Linked DNA regions of Gossypium hirsutum: region 2 is linked to region 1. The links are chromatin contacts, called in public Hi-C maps. All regions are on one chromosome and are shown on one strand. Each heading gives the region's core, a stretch centred on a gene start, on an enhancer-like site or on the middle of the called end of the contact. The rest is flanking DNA. Distances are from core to core; before and after follow the strand shown.

What was found. A called contact is a pair of places that touch in the nucleus more often than the background predicts.
Region 2: a Hi-C map of leaf shows a contact between it and region 1, with 2.1 times the contacts expected there. The contact joins the promoter of LOC107939370 here to the promoter of LOC107899036 in region 1. A contact is called at or near these places in 3 of 34 Hi-C or Micro-C datasets (hypocotyl and leaf).

Annotation. Positions count from the first base shown.
Region 1 is chrD04:46,971,314-46,978,981 of Gossypium_hirsutum_v2.1, forward strand. It overlaps LOC107899036 (acetyl-coenzyme A carboxylase carboxyl transferase subunit alpha, chloroplastic-like), which reads left to right and starts at 2,972. Exons shown (of 12, transcript NM_001326870.2): 1 at 2,972-3,034; 2 at 3,512-3,867; 3 at 3,954-4,028; 4 at 4,576-4,683; 5 at 4,810-4,970; 6 at 5,060-5,174; 7 at 5,259-5,413; 8 at 5,647-5,698; 9 at 5,781-5,849; 10 at 6,174-6,251; 11 at 6,322-7,462. The coding sequence starts at 3,541. It overlaps LOC107899035 (a long non-coding RNA gene), which reads right to left and starts at 1,449. Exons shown (of 3, transcript XR_001684559.2): 1 at 771-1,449; 2 at 100-151.
Region 2 is chrD04:47,440,077-47,447,744 of Gossypium_hirsutum_v2.1, forward strand. LOC107939370 (transcription factor DIVARICATA) reads left to right here and starts at 3,480. Exons shown (of 2, transcript XM_016872700.2): 1 at 3,480-4,778; 2 at 5,036-6,131. The coding sequence starts at 4,354. The coding sequence ends at 5,537.

The DNA of each region.
Region 1 (7,668 bases), core at 1,722-4,221:
CATAATGAATGCAATCTGTAATCCAGGAATAAAAGATGCATATACATTTAAAATATGCATGTAGATTTCAAGCGTTCACACCACATGAATTGTACTCACCACATACGTGCATCTAAGGGCAAGTTGGCCAAGATGATATAATCGAAAACCACTGGATAAAACATAAAAATGCAATGGATTCAGTTCGCATGAAATGAAGATATAAATGGATTCCATGTTAAACACATAGTTGGATAGTGCCATATAAATTGCATACTGTTCCCAACTTTTTGGGATGCTTCATGCTTGTTTATCTAACAGGACACAAATAGAAACTTAATATGAAATTATCTACTTCAAAACATAAAGAAAATAAACAGGAAGTTCGAATTTTAACCTATGGAAACAATCATAATATTGAAGTCAATAGAAGTAAAACCCAATACCAAAAGCAAACTGACTGAAACATTCAAATCATCCATGTATTCATCTAACAAATTCTGTCGCTGAATAGCTAATCCTAGTTACTGAAACTTCAGAAGAACTAAACGTTCAACGCTTATGATATTATATGACCAAAAAAAAATAAAACTCTTTTTTCTTTTAATCTTAGATACAAAAAATGACCCGAAATTCCCAACTCTTTTCTTATTCGATCTTTCCACATTATGAGCAACTAATTGTTCTAATATTTTCAACAAGGAAACCATTATTTTTCATACTTAATTATAGATTTTTACCATTATCTACACCAATTTGGGCAACGGAAAAGGATAAAGAGAAAGAAGAACCTGGATACTGAAATCGCCGCCGGGGAGACATTGTGGGAATCCTCAGAGAGGAAATCGCCACGGGAGGCGGCGGAGTGCCTTGGAACATCATTTGGCGCTCCTTGGTGTCAAGATAGGAAGCCAGCGCCGCTAAATCGAACTCGGAGAAGAAAGGTCCTTGCAACACCGTGTTGACGCAGTGGACAGCGCAAAGCTTGGATTCTGTACCTCATGGTACAACAGCCCTCCATTGCCCACAAACCAGTCAATTAGATTCTCAAAGTAGTAAACATAGACCCTTAACTCGTTGGTAACTTTAATTGTCAAACCCTAAAGCCCTTTTGACTTCAATTTTATTTGGCTCGGCAGTCGGCTCGACGTCCGTTATGCGGGGTAACTCAGCACGTGCAAAGGATGCTGACACATATAACTTGCTAAAGATGACGATGATGATGTTTTCGGTTTCGCCTTTATTCATTGTTTAGCGTAATGAAGAAGATGAAAAAGAGAGAGGCATACTATCTCATGAGCATATGCTCTGCTCTCAAGTAACCAAGTATATTTCTTATTAGTTGTTGGTGTAGAAAGTAATCCCACACATTTCCCATGCATTACAGCTCACTTTTTTCTGCAGAGCATTTGACGGTCTATATCAATTGTTAAGCTCAATCAGCTTACTCCCACATCCAAAAGGACGTAAACAACTATAATGGTTAAGTGCAACGAATGGAGAAGATGTGGGAGAGACGGTTGGAGTCGAAATAGAAGAAACAAGCCGCAACTTTGCAATTCCGTGTCTCTTTCAAAATTTGTTCACTCTGTAGTTTGACAGAAACAAAATAATGTCAACTCTTGTTAATTATTAATATTTTCTAAAATGGATCAACTAATCACCCTGCATTTTACCTACTCTAACAAACACAATTGACATTCCCAACCATGGCGTCCCTTATTTCATTTTAAATTTTAATCCCTAAACTGAAGAAGTCATAATTGCTAAAAAGTGAACCCATGAACTCTTCCATGGTTTAGGCATCAAAATTGAATTCAATCAACTGGGTTGATAAGTAGACTCCAACTCATGATCCCCGCATTTTTAAAACTAAATTATTACTCATATCATTATCTTATATTTTATTTACATACATTCTATGCAGTATTAAAATTCTTCTTATTTTATAAATATATCCTCCTGGATCTTTAGCTAAAAGTTCTATTTATTAAGTGATCCAACATCTTTCCCTATTTTTTATCAAGATTTTTAGAATGTGGGCTTTTGGTTTAATTTGTTTAGTTTAACAGAATAAATAATTAAAATATAAAAAGAATTTATTTAAACGGCATTTTAATCCGGTCTAGTCAGTTCAATCAATTTGCAAGTCAACCGATTCAACATTTTATTTCAGGTCGGTGCCCTGAACAATTCTTGATCCAATCGATTTGACCAGACAATTTAGTTTGATTATGGAAACAATAATTATTATGTTCAATTGCAATATCTTTTATTAATTCAATAATAAATATTAGATTATGACACACCTTAATATGTATAGAAATTTTACTAACAAATATATTTGTTAAAAGTTAAAATAAAAATGGAATGATGTTTTAGTTGAAAGGGTAAAATTAAATATTTAAAATTAATTATCATGAATTTAAATTTTTATTAATTTCATATAAAAGTATTTCATAGTATAATTATTTTATTTATTAATAAAATTTTAATAATTTTTAATTGGATTAATGTTAGTAAAGAATTTATCAACAATTTTTGTGAGAGAGCTATTTAAAAAAAATAATGTTTAAAATGATTGATTTTATTAATAAAAAAGGAATCTAATCTTAAAGGGGTGTCCGGACTCCGGGGCGAGCCCAAGAAAAAGGGTCATCGAATCAATCGAGCCCATGGGTTGCGACACGTGCGAATAACAAGACCAAGTCACCTTTTTCCTTCAACGGCCTAACCGAAAATTGTTGGCTCTTTATATCTGCCCTCTTTGTCACATAAGAAGTATCGACAATGAGCACATGAAAGAAAAAAAATAATAAGTAAAGGTTAAAATTAAAATGAATTAGTAATTAGTAAAACAAGGCATTTTGATTGACGATCTCCACGAAGCTCTCTCTCTCTCTCTCTTTTTTCTTCTCTTTAAAAATTTAATACTCGCATTCTCTTCTTCACCCTTTTCAAACTTATTTCTTTCGCCTCTTCTTTCTTTTTTCGGATCTTCTCTCTCTCTCCAAAGATCTTCGATTCTTTCCGTCTCCTTTTCGTTCGCTCTCTGGTAATTTCATCTTCTCTTTTTGTAATTTAATTTGTTCTATGCTGATTCATCTATCGTTACTGTTACTTGTCTCGCTTTCTTTCTTTTAATTCTGTTTTTGAATGATTATCTGCTTGGTTGCTGAGAAAATGGAGGGAAAGAACGAAATGAGGTTTCAAGTTTGTGTTCTTTTCAGTTTGAAATGTGCTTATTCAGCTCAGATATGTGTTTAGTGTAAACTAAGTATTCAGAAGGATTGGTTAGGAGTTTCTTTTTTTTTTGGTAAAAATCAGAGATCAAAATGTTACTTCGTGTAATCGTTGGAAAGCTAAATTAGGAGCTTCTTTATTATTATTATTTTATGCTTTTTGCTACTTTTTCCTCGTTTATCTTACTTAGCAGTACTGTTTAAATTATTTCAAGAAAATTGACTTTTTTTATTTTTCTAATTATTAGACTGAAAATTGGACATTTGACTGTTTGGATTTTTTTTTATAGAGTTTGGAGAAATCGAAGTTTGGAGTGTGATGGCTTCGATAGCGTGTTCTTCAGCTGCATTTACTGGAACTTCAGCTTCGGATCTTCTTCGAAGCTCCAGTAACGGCGTGAGCGGCATCCCTCTTAAAACCCTAGGGAAGGCACCATTTTCCGTGAAAAAAAGGGATGCAACTGTAGCTGCAAAGCTGAAGAAAGGGAAGAAGCATGATTATCCATGGCCTGCAGATCCGGATCCAAACGTGAAAGGCGGAGTCCTAACTCATCTCTCCCATTTCAAGCCTTTGAAAGAAAAGCAAAAGCCTGTTACTTTGGATTTTGAGAAGCCCCTTGTTGAAATCGAGAAGAAGATGATTGACGTAATTCCTTACTTTCAGTGATTGCTGATTTTGTTGATAATAACATGCCAGTATTGCTGTAACTTTTGTTCTTGTTTCATATGCAGGTGAGGAGAATGGCAAATGAAACTGGTTTGGATTTCAGTGATCAGATTATATTGTTGGAGAATAAGTATCAACAGGTATAAGTATTAAGTTTGTGACATTGTGGGAATGCTTTGGTTGTTTCCATGCAGTAATAAAATTTCTAGTTATATGTTTGTATAACTGTCTGAACCAATACCTTTTCAGCCTGTTAATGAGAGTGAAGTTGAGTATGCGTGTGTTAAATTGAATTATGCGAAAACTGAATATTAGGCCAGGAAGTGCTACTCTGCATATTGGGCAATAAAAGTTTTCTGTTGCCTTTGCTACGGCATTCATTACTGGTTATGTAAAATTTTATTATTGTTCTTGATTTTGGCTTTGGATTCATTCACTTATTGCAAAGGATGATCAATCATGGAACAATTATATACTTGCTTGAAATTCTATACTGTTAAACTCCAAAATCTATGATTCTTCTTTACGTAAGCCTGATACCTTACGTAATAAAGGCGGAGCTTAATTCAATGTTTTGAAAAAGGCTCATCCACTGTTTCGTGTTGATGCCCTGTCAAAGATATTGATGTTTCGTCATGTTTGTGGTTTCCAGTTAACTCTTCTCATCCTTTCTGTTATTTATTTCAGGCTCTAAAGGACTTATACAGACATCTGACCCCTATACAACGTGTACACATTGCCCGACACCCCAACAGACCTACATTCCTTGATCATATATTTAGCATTACCGATAAGGTTTGTTGGTTACATGCCCTTTAGCTTTAAATTCTGCAAATTTCCATCAAAATTATCTTTAATGTCCAGTGTGCAGAAGGTGAAGAATTGTTTTAATAAATGTCTTGTATATTCTCCTATGTCCAGTTTGTGGAACTTCATGGAGATCGATCAGGGTATGATGATCCAGCTATTGTTACTGGTATAGGAACCATCGATGATAGGCGATACATGTTTATCGGTCAGCAAAAGGGTAGAAACACTAAAGAGAATATTCACCGCAACTTTGGAATGCCAACGCCCCATGGGTAAGTTGAATGAAACTTTCATGTTGGATTTTACGTTTGAAAGAGGGAATCTTTGTCACTCATAACTGATATTTAAGAAATGCTTACAGTTACAGGAAGGCTTTACGCATGATGTATTATGCAGATCATCATGGTTTTCCTATAGTTACTTTTATCGACACTCCTGGGGCTTATGCTGACCTTAAATCTGAGGAGCTGGGTCAAGTATGAGGACTATTGTTTTCTAAAGTGAACCGAATTGACTTTTAATGTTAGCTCAACTGGTTTTTATGCGTTACGTTCATGTAGGGTGAAGCTATTGCCCACAATTTGAGGACCATGTTTGGTCTGAAGGTCCCAATTGTTTCTATTGTTATTGGGGAAGGTGGCTCTGGTGGTGCCTTGGCCATCGGCTGTGCTAATAAATTGTTAATGCTGGAAAATGCAGTCTTTTATGTTGCCAGGTATTTGAGTTTTCCAATATTGTTTTTATTGAATGTCAATTAAATCTATACAATCTGCCCTTCCATACCCACACAATATATGAAATTGCAATTTGTTAGAACTTTTTATTTCCTCATTGTACCTGGGTAAGGTTGTATTTTATTCCTTGTATATGTTGATCATTTTTAAATACCATTTCTACATGTGCTGGTATTTCTTTTTTTTCTCTAATTTAATTTTTTTAATGGTATAGTCCAGAAGCTTGTGCTGCAATTTTGTGGAAGACTGCAAAAGCTTCGCCTAAGGTTTGAAAGCAGTTTAGGTTTATCTTTTATTACTGATTTTCCTTTTATAAAAAGAGTATTTAAGGTTTTCACCTATATGCAGGCAGCTGAGAAGCTAAGGATTACTGCCCCAGAGTTGTGCAGGCTGCAAATTTGTGATGGAATCATTCCTGTAATTAACATTGTTGCTATCATGCCTTCAATTAATTAGTTTTCTTCTTTTCCTTTTCTTTTTTGGTTTCTCCATTCCTAGTTCTAGATAAAATATATGATAATGAAACCATATATTATCTCTGTTACAGAGTTGATTACTGAAACCATTTTATTACCATCCTTAGCATATTATCTCTGATGTTTGATGAAAATGCTGTATTTGGTTTTCAAAGTATTTGCCTTTCAACAGCTTTAATGGTTGAATATTGCTCCAGATTTGTCGTTTCCTTTTGGAAGTTCATGTTAATCTCTATGGCATCTGACAATTGTTTACTTTTGACAGGAGCCACTGGGTGGTGCCCATGCAGATCCAGCTTGGACTTCACAACAAATAAAAGCCGCAATTAATGAAACAATGGATGTGAGTTCCACTAACAGTTGTTCTTCATCGAGAATCATGTTATAATATATTAATAAAATTCATTCTGCAGGAGCTCACGGCAATGGACACAGAAAAGCTACTAAAACATCGCATGCATAAATTCAGAAAACTGGGTGGCTTCGAAGAAAATGCCCAGGTAGATCCCAAGAAAAAGGTCAATATGAAAAAGGAGGACCAAATTGTTTGTACAACCCCTAATGAGGAGTTGGAAGGTGAGGTTGAAAAGCTGAAACAGCAAATCTTGAAAGCCAAGGAATCATCCAGCAAGCCTCCTGAGATGGCTCTGAAGGACATGATAGAAAAATTGAAAAAGGAGGTTGATCATGAATACTCTGAGGCCATCAAAGCCACAGGCTTGAAGGACAGGCTTGATATGCTGAGAGAAGAAGTTTCAAAAGTAAATTCAAGGGACCAACTCATGAATCCTGCTATAAGGGATAAGATTGAGAAGCTTAAAGATGAATTCAACCAGAAGCTATCGGCAGCTCCAAATCACCCAACCCTACAATATAAGCTTGACATGCTGAAGGAGTTTTCTAAAGCCAAGAGTCTCTCAGATGCTGCTACACTGAAGCAAGAAGTTAATAAGAAATTCAATGAAATCATGAGTCGGCCTGAGATAAATGAGAAGCTTGAAGCATTGAAGGCTGAGGTTCAAAATTCAGGTTCATCCAGCTTTGCTGATTTAGATCAAGGGCTTAAGGACAAAGTTCTGAATACGAGGAAAGAAGTAGAACTGGAAATGATTAGCGCTCTCAAGTCCATTGGTTTGGTTGTTGAGGGTGTAAAATCTAATGAAAAAGTCCTAAGTGAGAAAGATTCACCCTCAGTCTTCAAAAATAAGGTGGATCATTTGAATGAAGAAATTAACAAGAAAATTGAAAACGTTGTCAGTTCATCGGAATTGAAAAATATGATTGAGTTGTTGAAGCTGGAGATAGCAAGGGCAGGAAACAAACCTGATACTGAGTCAAAAAGTAAGATTGAGGCTATACAAAAGCAGATAAAGCAAAGACTTTCTGAAGCTATCATCTCTTCAGAATTAATAGAGAAGTATGAAGACTTGAAGGAAAAAAATTCTGAAGTCGAACGGTCTTCTGCTGGGGCTGATGAAAGTTTGCAAAAGGAAACCAAGTATGAGGAACCTAGACTAGAGATCAATTTGGGTGCAAACAGCAGCTTCGCTCAGTGTATGTAGCTCCTTGCATTTTACATTATCTGGTTCCTTTCTTTGCTTTTAATTTCTGATGAACAATTGAGATTCCTGACATTATTTATTTGGATGATAAAGGATATATACCATTTAGAACAAGGTTTGGAATAATTATAGCTAGTTGACACTCAAATGACGTTTAGTATTTCTTGTCTATAACAATTAGGGAAAGAAATGCGTATC
Region 2 (7,668 bases), core at 2,230-4,729, 470 kb after region 1:
TCAGCAAAAGAAGAATAAGTTACGATCATGAGTTAACTAAGTAAACCAGCAAGAGAATGAGAATGAGATTAAATAAAGAGTAAACTAGAGATCTTGACATTTGAGTTAGTTATTTGTGTTAAATGTTGTTATTTATTTGCTAGTAAACTTACTAAGCTTATGCTTACTTCTTTTATTTTTCTTTCTCTTATACTATTGTAAAGCTACTTTCAGGAACTTAAAGACGTCGGAGATCGTCCACACTATCAACGACAACAACTCGGTATTTTATGATGAACCATGTTTGGGTTATAGCATGTATAGGGACTTAGTTATTTTGAATGTTTTTATTTATGATTTTGCTAAAGAATGATATGTAAGTATTTGATTATGAATGGTTTTTAAAATGGCTGAGTATGAAGGTGTTTGTTGTTACAAATGTTTAGGTGATAAATCATGCATAGAAATCATGAAAGAGTAAAATTTGCAAAGAAACAGATTTCAAGCAGCAACAGTAACCTGAATTTGAAAAATCACCTAGGATAGTATAAAATGAATTAGAAGGTGAATGATATATAGAATTAAATCTTATTGAGTCTACTTTCAAAGAAAAATAATGGTATAGAAAAATGGATTTTATATTTTAAGATATGTGAATTTTAGTGAGACAGGGTCAGAACTGTTTTTGGAGTCCTCTTTTTTGAGTTTAGAAAATCATTAAAAATTGTAAAACAATGGTTATGAGTTGTAGTTTATATGTCTAGATTCCTTATTGAGTATATTTTCTGTAGAAACAAGTGAGAACACCATATGAAAATCCTACAATGAGAAAGCTTATTTTAAGTTACAAGAGGTCAGGATAGTCAAGTGGTGAAACAGGGGAGATTTTAACTAATAAACTGTACTAATTGGCTAAACCAAAAATTCTAAAAAATTTATGGTAAGAAGACATATGAGTCTAGTTTCAGGGAAAATTTACGGATTTAAATTTCAAATTTCGTAACTCGATTTATAACTAAATTAGTAACTACTGCGCAGGTGGACAACTTTGTTGTGAATAGTGAAATTAATTTCAAAAGTAAAATTTTATGCCCCGAATTTTTAAGTTAAGTAAAGTAATGCCTCGAGCTCGACTCCGGAAACGGTCTCGGGTAAGGGGTGTTACAGGGAACACATATGGTTGTATTATTATTTGACTTGTTGTACTTATTTTGGTAAGATTTATCATTTTAGTCTGTCGAACTTACTGAGCTTCAATGAGCTTACTTGTTTTATTTTCTGCTATTGTAGATATTTTGAAGGTTGGACTGTCAGATTGGCACTCAAGTCACACTATCTCCCCATTTTCGGTAGTTTTTGGAATGTTCATTTTGGATTATATGGCATGTAATAGGCTTGTATGTCATTGCTATTGTTTTGATATGTAAAATGTTAAAATATGATCTTAAGTGCAAATAGTCAACTTATGTGATATATGTAAATAAGGTATGATGTTTAAGTGCAAGCTCATGGTAAGTGCGTTTGGAATATTGCGATTGAGATGCCTATGTTTGGCATATTGGTTGAATGTGAGATGGTATGATTTAAAATGCCTTGAATGATAGTTCCTTTTGTTGTAAAATTGTATACACTTGTGGTATCAATGAGGATGCATTGGTTAGGCACTTAAGATGGTTGATTTAGCATGGTTTTAGCTTGTTTAATGTCACTTTAATTAGGTCTTTTGGCTATTAAATAGATTACTTAGAGTCCAAGTAAGCTTGAATTAGTAAACTTGTTGTTTAAGGTTCATTTTAGGTCCACGCTGCCTGAGACACGGGCATGTGACTCAGCCATGTGAGACACACAACCTGGCGCCACGGCCATGTGTCATTTGATGAATTATTTAGGGTGCAAGTCAATGAGTTACACGGCCTAGCACACGGGCGTGTGACACGGCAGTGTGACCCTACTTAAAGAGTTACACGGGTGGGAACACGGGTTGGGACACGACCATGTGTCCCTAATTCGATTGTTACATGGCCCAAGACATGGGCATGTGTCTCAGCCGTGTGAGGCACACAGCTTGGCCTCATGGCCATGTGACCCCTGTTTTGTAGATTTTTTATCTTTTTCCTAAACTTTCCAAACTGATTCAAATTGATCCCAAATTGTTTCTAGACTATTTTTAGGTGCTTGAGGGCTCGATTCGGGGACTATATGCATGTGTATGAATAATTTATGATGTGATTACAATATTGAATGATATAAGTTTCAAATGTTTCTGATTGTTTAGTAATACTCCGCAACCCTAATCCGATGACGGAAACGGGTTAGGGGTGTTACAAAAAGAGAGAAAGGAAAGATTTATTCTCTAGAGTAGGTGAGAAAGTAGAGAAGGTTATGATGTACAATGTCTTGCAGAAAACAAAATGATAAGAAATTTTACAATAAAAACTTGTTTTTTTTAAAAGTTGACTTGTACATTATTTTACATTAATAAACTTGTTTTATCGAACCAAACATAAAAAAGAAATTGATTTTGATTTGGTAATAAGAAATTTAGCCCTCAAAGTTTACATATTTTGTTAATTTGATGTTAATTTATCAAATTTGTCTCACTACATTTGTGTAAATTAAGGCTGAATTTGTTGATTTTTTTAGAATTAAGACTAAATGACAAAATATGTAAACATCGAAGGCTAATTTTGTTGCTATATCAATCAAAGTATTACAATTGACAGATGACATAAATGTCATTAGTATTATTTTTTTAAACAATCTCATTATAGGTTTCAATCTTATCTGCTCTTTTTAATATAGTGCCTAGAACTACCTATAGCCCATCCCCTACCTTTAAATAGGAGGATAATATGTTTCAGCACACTCGAACCCACGTCTTCCTATACTAACAACAATGTCTATGTTAATTGAGCTAAAATGCAATCAACACATTAACGTTATTATTAATTGTTCTTAGTTGCTCACTTTCAAAATTGACGAGGATTAAATTGCTTTAATTTTTTTGAGAGCGATCAATTTGCTCAATTTCAAAATTGGGAGAATAAAGAAATCCTTTTAACTAAATATACATTAATCTAATTCTTATATATATTTTAAATAGTTAATATGAATAAAGTTATTTGATAATTCTTATATACATTAATCTCAACTTTTGTGTTTGGTAAAAAATAAAAGTGAGTATTCTGTATATTTACAATGTATTTTATTTTATTCCACAAATAACCTTAAAATATTGACATGTATTTTTTTTATACTCCTATAAAATATTTATCAATATTTTATTAAAATCTAAAAATTCCACTATCAATTAATAATTTCTCAAAAAATAATATTTATAATACTTTTAACTTCAAAAATCAAATTTCTCTACTAATTTTGTAATGAAAAAGCACATTTCACCTCCCATTAAAAATTTGGATGACACGAAAGACAAACATCTCACGTGCCAATATTGGTCTTCTCCAAATAAAAAGACCAGAAAACCAAACATCCAATTTCATTCACCAACAAGCCAAATGTCCGTCGATATCTCTCTTCTGATTGGCCATCACCCTTCCCTCATAATATTTTAGAGAAAAATAGCGTTGCTTTGGCCACAGTAGCGCCCACAATCTCCGTTTTCTTCAACACCAATCACGAGTTAGCAGCTTTGACCCCTCTCTTTCTCTCTGCCTTCACTTTCAGTCTCATCATTCTCTGTTTCATAGTTTTGTAAGCAGTACAAAATATAACTCAAAAGAGTGTGCTTATAATCCATTTCTATCATGCACTCTCTCTTTCCTCTTCTTGCTTTTGCTTTACCTTCCTAACAAAATATTAACTGCTAAAGATTTCCCCCAACTTTTAGCTCTCCAATTCTTTAGAACCTTCTTTGTTTTGTTTTAGTGTTTTTGCTTTCTTCATCGATTTACTGCGTTCTTTTTTTTTTTTTCCAGTTTGTGTTTAAATCTATGATCTGGGTTTTTAAATTTTAATCTCTATATCAATTTTCTAGTTGTAATTGTAGTAGGCAATTTTGGATCTACTATGTATGTCTAGGGTTTTTCATTTATATTTGCAAAGATCTGCTTTTTCTTTTTCTTTTTCTTTTTCTACCAGCTCTCGAATTTTCCTTGGGTTTTGGAAAGTTCACTTTTTTGAGATTCCTCAACTTAATCTTGTGTGAAAAAGGGTACCGAATCCATTTTAATGTTTTTATGATTTGATATTTCGTTGCTAATTTAAAACAGCCATACTTCTCTGCATTTTTCTAATTTGGTTTTTCTCTCTCTTTGAACAATTTCATTCAAAGAGGGAGAAAAGCATAGTTTTCTTCTTTCTTTTTTTGCGTACGGGCAAATCATCTTTGGCAGTTTACGTAACCAGTAACAAATGAATAGGGGACTTGAAATTCTCTCTCCAGCCTCTTATTTACACACTTCCAATTGGTTGTTTCAAGAGAGTGAAGGTACTAAATGGACGCCTGAAGAGAACAAGTGCTTTGAAAATGCTTTGGCTTTATATGATAAAGATACCCCTGATCGATGGATTAAGGTGGCATCTATGATTCCTGGAAAAACAGTTGGGGATGTCATCAAGCAATACAGAGAATTGGAAGAAGATGTGAGTGATATAGAGGCTGGCCTGATTCCAATCCCTGGATATAGCCGTGATTCTTTTACATTGGAGTGGGGTAATGATAGTCAAGGCTTCGATGGATTTAGACACTATTACACTCCTGGTAAAAGAGGGACTGGGTCTCGTTCTTCTGATCAAGAAAGGAAGAAAGGGGTGCCATGGACTGAAGAAGAACACAGGTAACTGCTAGCCCTTTTTTTTGGTTCTTTATATATTTGACAATTATGATCAGTCCTTAGGATATCAGGTATCAATGGAGTTTCCTGTTTGAATCTTGCAATTGTTATGAATGTTGACAATGTGGTTGGTTGGTAAACACTGTGTATATTTTGTTGGTGCATGTCGCTTTTCTTGGTTGTGCAAATTCTGTACCGTTCAATGGTTTTCAGCATTATTCCTAGCGGCTTATGATGTTTGACTTGATGATTAATGACAGGCAATTCTTAATGGGTCTTAAAAAGTACGGTAAAGGGGATTGGAGAAATATTTCACGCAATTTCGTGACTACCCGAACACCGACTCAAGTGGCAAGTCATGCTCAGAAATACTTCATCAGGCAGGTCACCGGGGGGAAAGACAAGAGGAGGTCCAGTATCCATGATATCACAACGGTTAACGTCCCTGATACTCCCTCTTCGTCACCGGATCACTGCAAGCATTCGTCTTCAAGTGATTCTTCTGCAGTCATACAGGCACAGCAGCAAGCTAAACTAGCCACAACTAAAGAGATCGACTTTGAATGGAAGCAACAAAATGGAGCAGCTATGGTTTTCAACCGGACGAGTAATTGCAATGCTTTCCTGCCCCCCTTCTGTGGGATTTCATCATACGGACCCAAGCTGGAGGAACAAAATTTGCTTGGAGAAACTCTTCCCAGATCTCAATTCGGATCTTACAACACTCTTTTCCAGATGCAGTCAATGCAACAACATCAATAAACTGAGTGATAATGTGGGAAGACTTTTCTCAAGGTATTATTATTAGTTAAAAGAGATGAAGATGAAGCCTACTAGTGATGTGTATATCTTGGAGATGCATTTTAGTCCATAGTTTCCACTATAAAGAGAGATCAGTTAGGTGGTTTTGTGATTTATCATTCAAATTCTGAATCATTGAACCAAAAAGATAAAAGCTTATTTACATGAAGCTTGGGCTCTTGTTAATTCTAGTCTAGTCGTGTGTCTGCATCATCTGTTGTAACCTGTTATTCTTAGATTGATTGTGTGTGTTCTATAGATACCACCATGTGGATCCGAGTCCTCTGCAAAATGACAGACTGTACTATAGAGGCTTAAAATTTGATATGAGCCTGAAATAATTCATATTTCCTTGCTTCAAACACTGATGTTCAGCACCTTAACTTGGGACAACATGAAGAAATCCATGGATCAGCTTTGGTGTTTTAGCCACAAGGGGTTATTTTGTTGTTGCTTATGAGTTTGCACTGAAGCAGTTAATAAGGCTATTGTAATGAAATTATATTGTGGTTTAAAAGGATATATGGCCAAAGTGGAAGCAGGTGATTTGAGCAATATGCCATGTCAAATGTTGATTTATCTGACTCATAATGCATGCTTTTTTAAAGATATAGTTTAATGACTGTGCTTAATGGTGATGTCTTTTTGGCAAATTCGGGTTTATATTTTAATAGCAAATTCCTTGTTGGCAATAAAGAAAAAAAGAAAGTAAATGGTAGTTTAATTAGTTGACTGATGTTGATAATAGAATCTTGACTGATCCAAGGTTAAGAACCACTAATCAAAGCATCTCATTCTTCCATTCCACTTTGATTTTAAACTGATTATTTTTGCCAAAGACTCCCTGATTCTTTTTTCAAACCCCCCCCCCCCTCCCACTCCCATTTTTTTTAATGGTCAGTGAAGGAATCTTAGCATCATAGATCAATCATTCTCATCTATCTTCTTCTAATATGGTGGGATTTTGGAATTGGAATTTAGGAATACCAGATCATATGCGACCACATCTTTTGTCTCCATTTTCCTTTTCTTCAGGATGGACCTCAAAGATACCTGCAAAAAGAAAATAATAATAACAATAATAGTAGTATCCATGGCTTTTCATTTGGGTCAAAGCACTAAAAATTTTGTAAGCATCTTGGTCCTGGTTAGTGCAGTGAGGGATCCTGATGTGATCTGTAACCCGTATTACTTTTTCTAAAGGGTTACTTTTTTCTTCTTTTTTTTTCATTATGCCTGCTTTTCCATTGTTCTTTGCTGTTCCAGCAAGCTTCATGAAAACCTCGGTGGCCACCGTATTGCTACCACAATGCATGTATAAATTTCGGTCCCACCAACTTGTCAAACAATTTAAAGGCAGCATGCAGCAATATATAAAGTAAAATAAACTTTTTTTTATTTTCTGTTGGATGAATTAACTGTTCATCCACCTTCTTTTCTTGCAAGTTGCATAGGGAAGCACTTCGGTCACTTTATTCTAAAATTTTCAATCAAAAATGCCCTCAGCTTCTTTAAGCCCTTGGGTATTTTTGGGACCGCACAGATCCCACTCTGCTCTCTTTGTTTTCCTCTTCAAATTGAAAACTCTGATTACTTTCCCTCTGTTACTATTATTATTTGAATTTAGAAGGTAGATATTTAATTTTGTCCAGATTATTTCAGTTTGAATTATACGTTAATTAACCCTTAATAACAGTCGGAATAATTGATTTTAAACTCGATTTGACATAGACTTATTCACCCGGCCCGTTTGTAAAGTGAGAGGGTTTGAATAGAAATATAGGCCTGAAAAATAGACTTGAACAAAAAAATAATACTTGTTTAAAAATGGGTCTGGCATCAGGTAAGCCATTTTTGCCTGAGCTCAGCCCGAATTCACAAAAGGACAAAAAAAAGCTATCTTTTGTTGTTTTAATGTTATTTTCTTGTTGTTGTCTCCTTATTTTGATACAATTTTACTATTATATTACTAATATTTTGTTGTTATTGTATGGATATTGCCTAACACTTGTTTTATTGTTAATTTTGTAATTATTTTAAAGGCATTTACTTGTTTAGTTGCATTTATCTTAGTATTATTTAAGTATACATA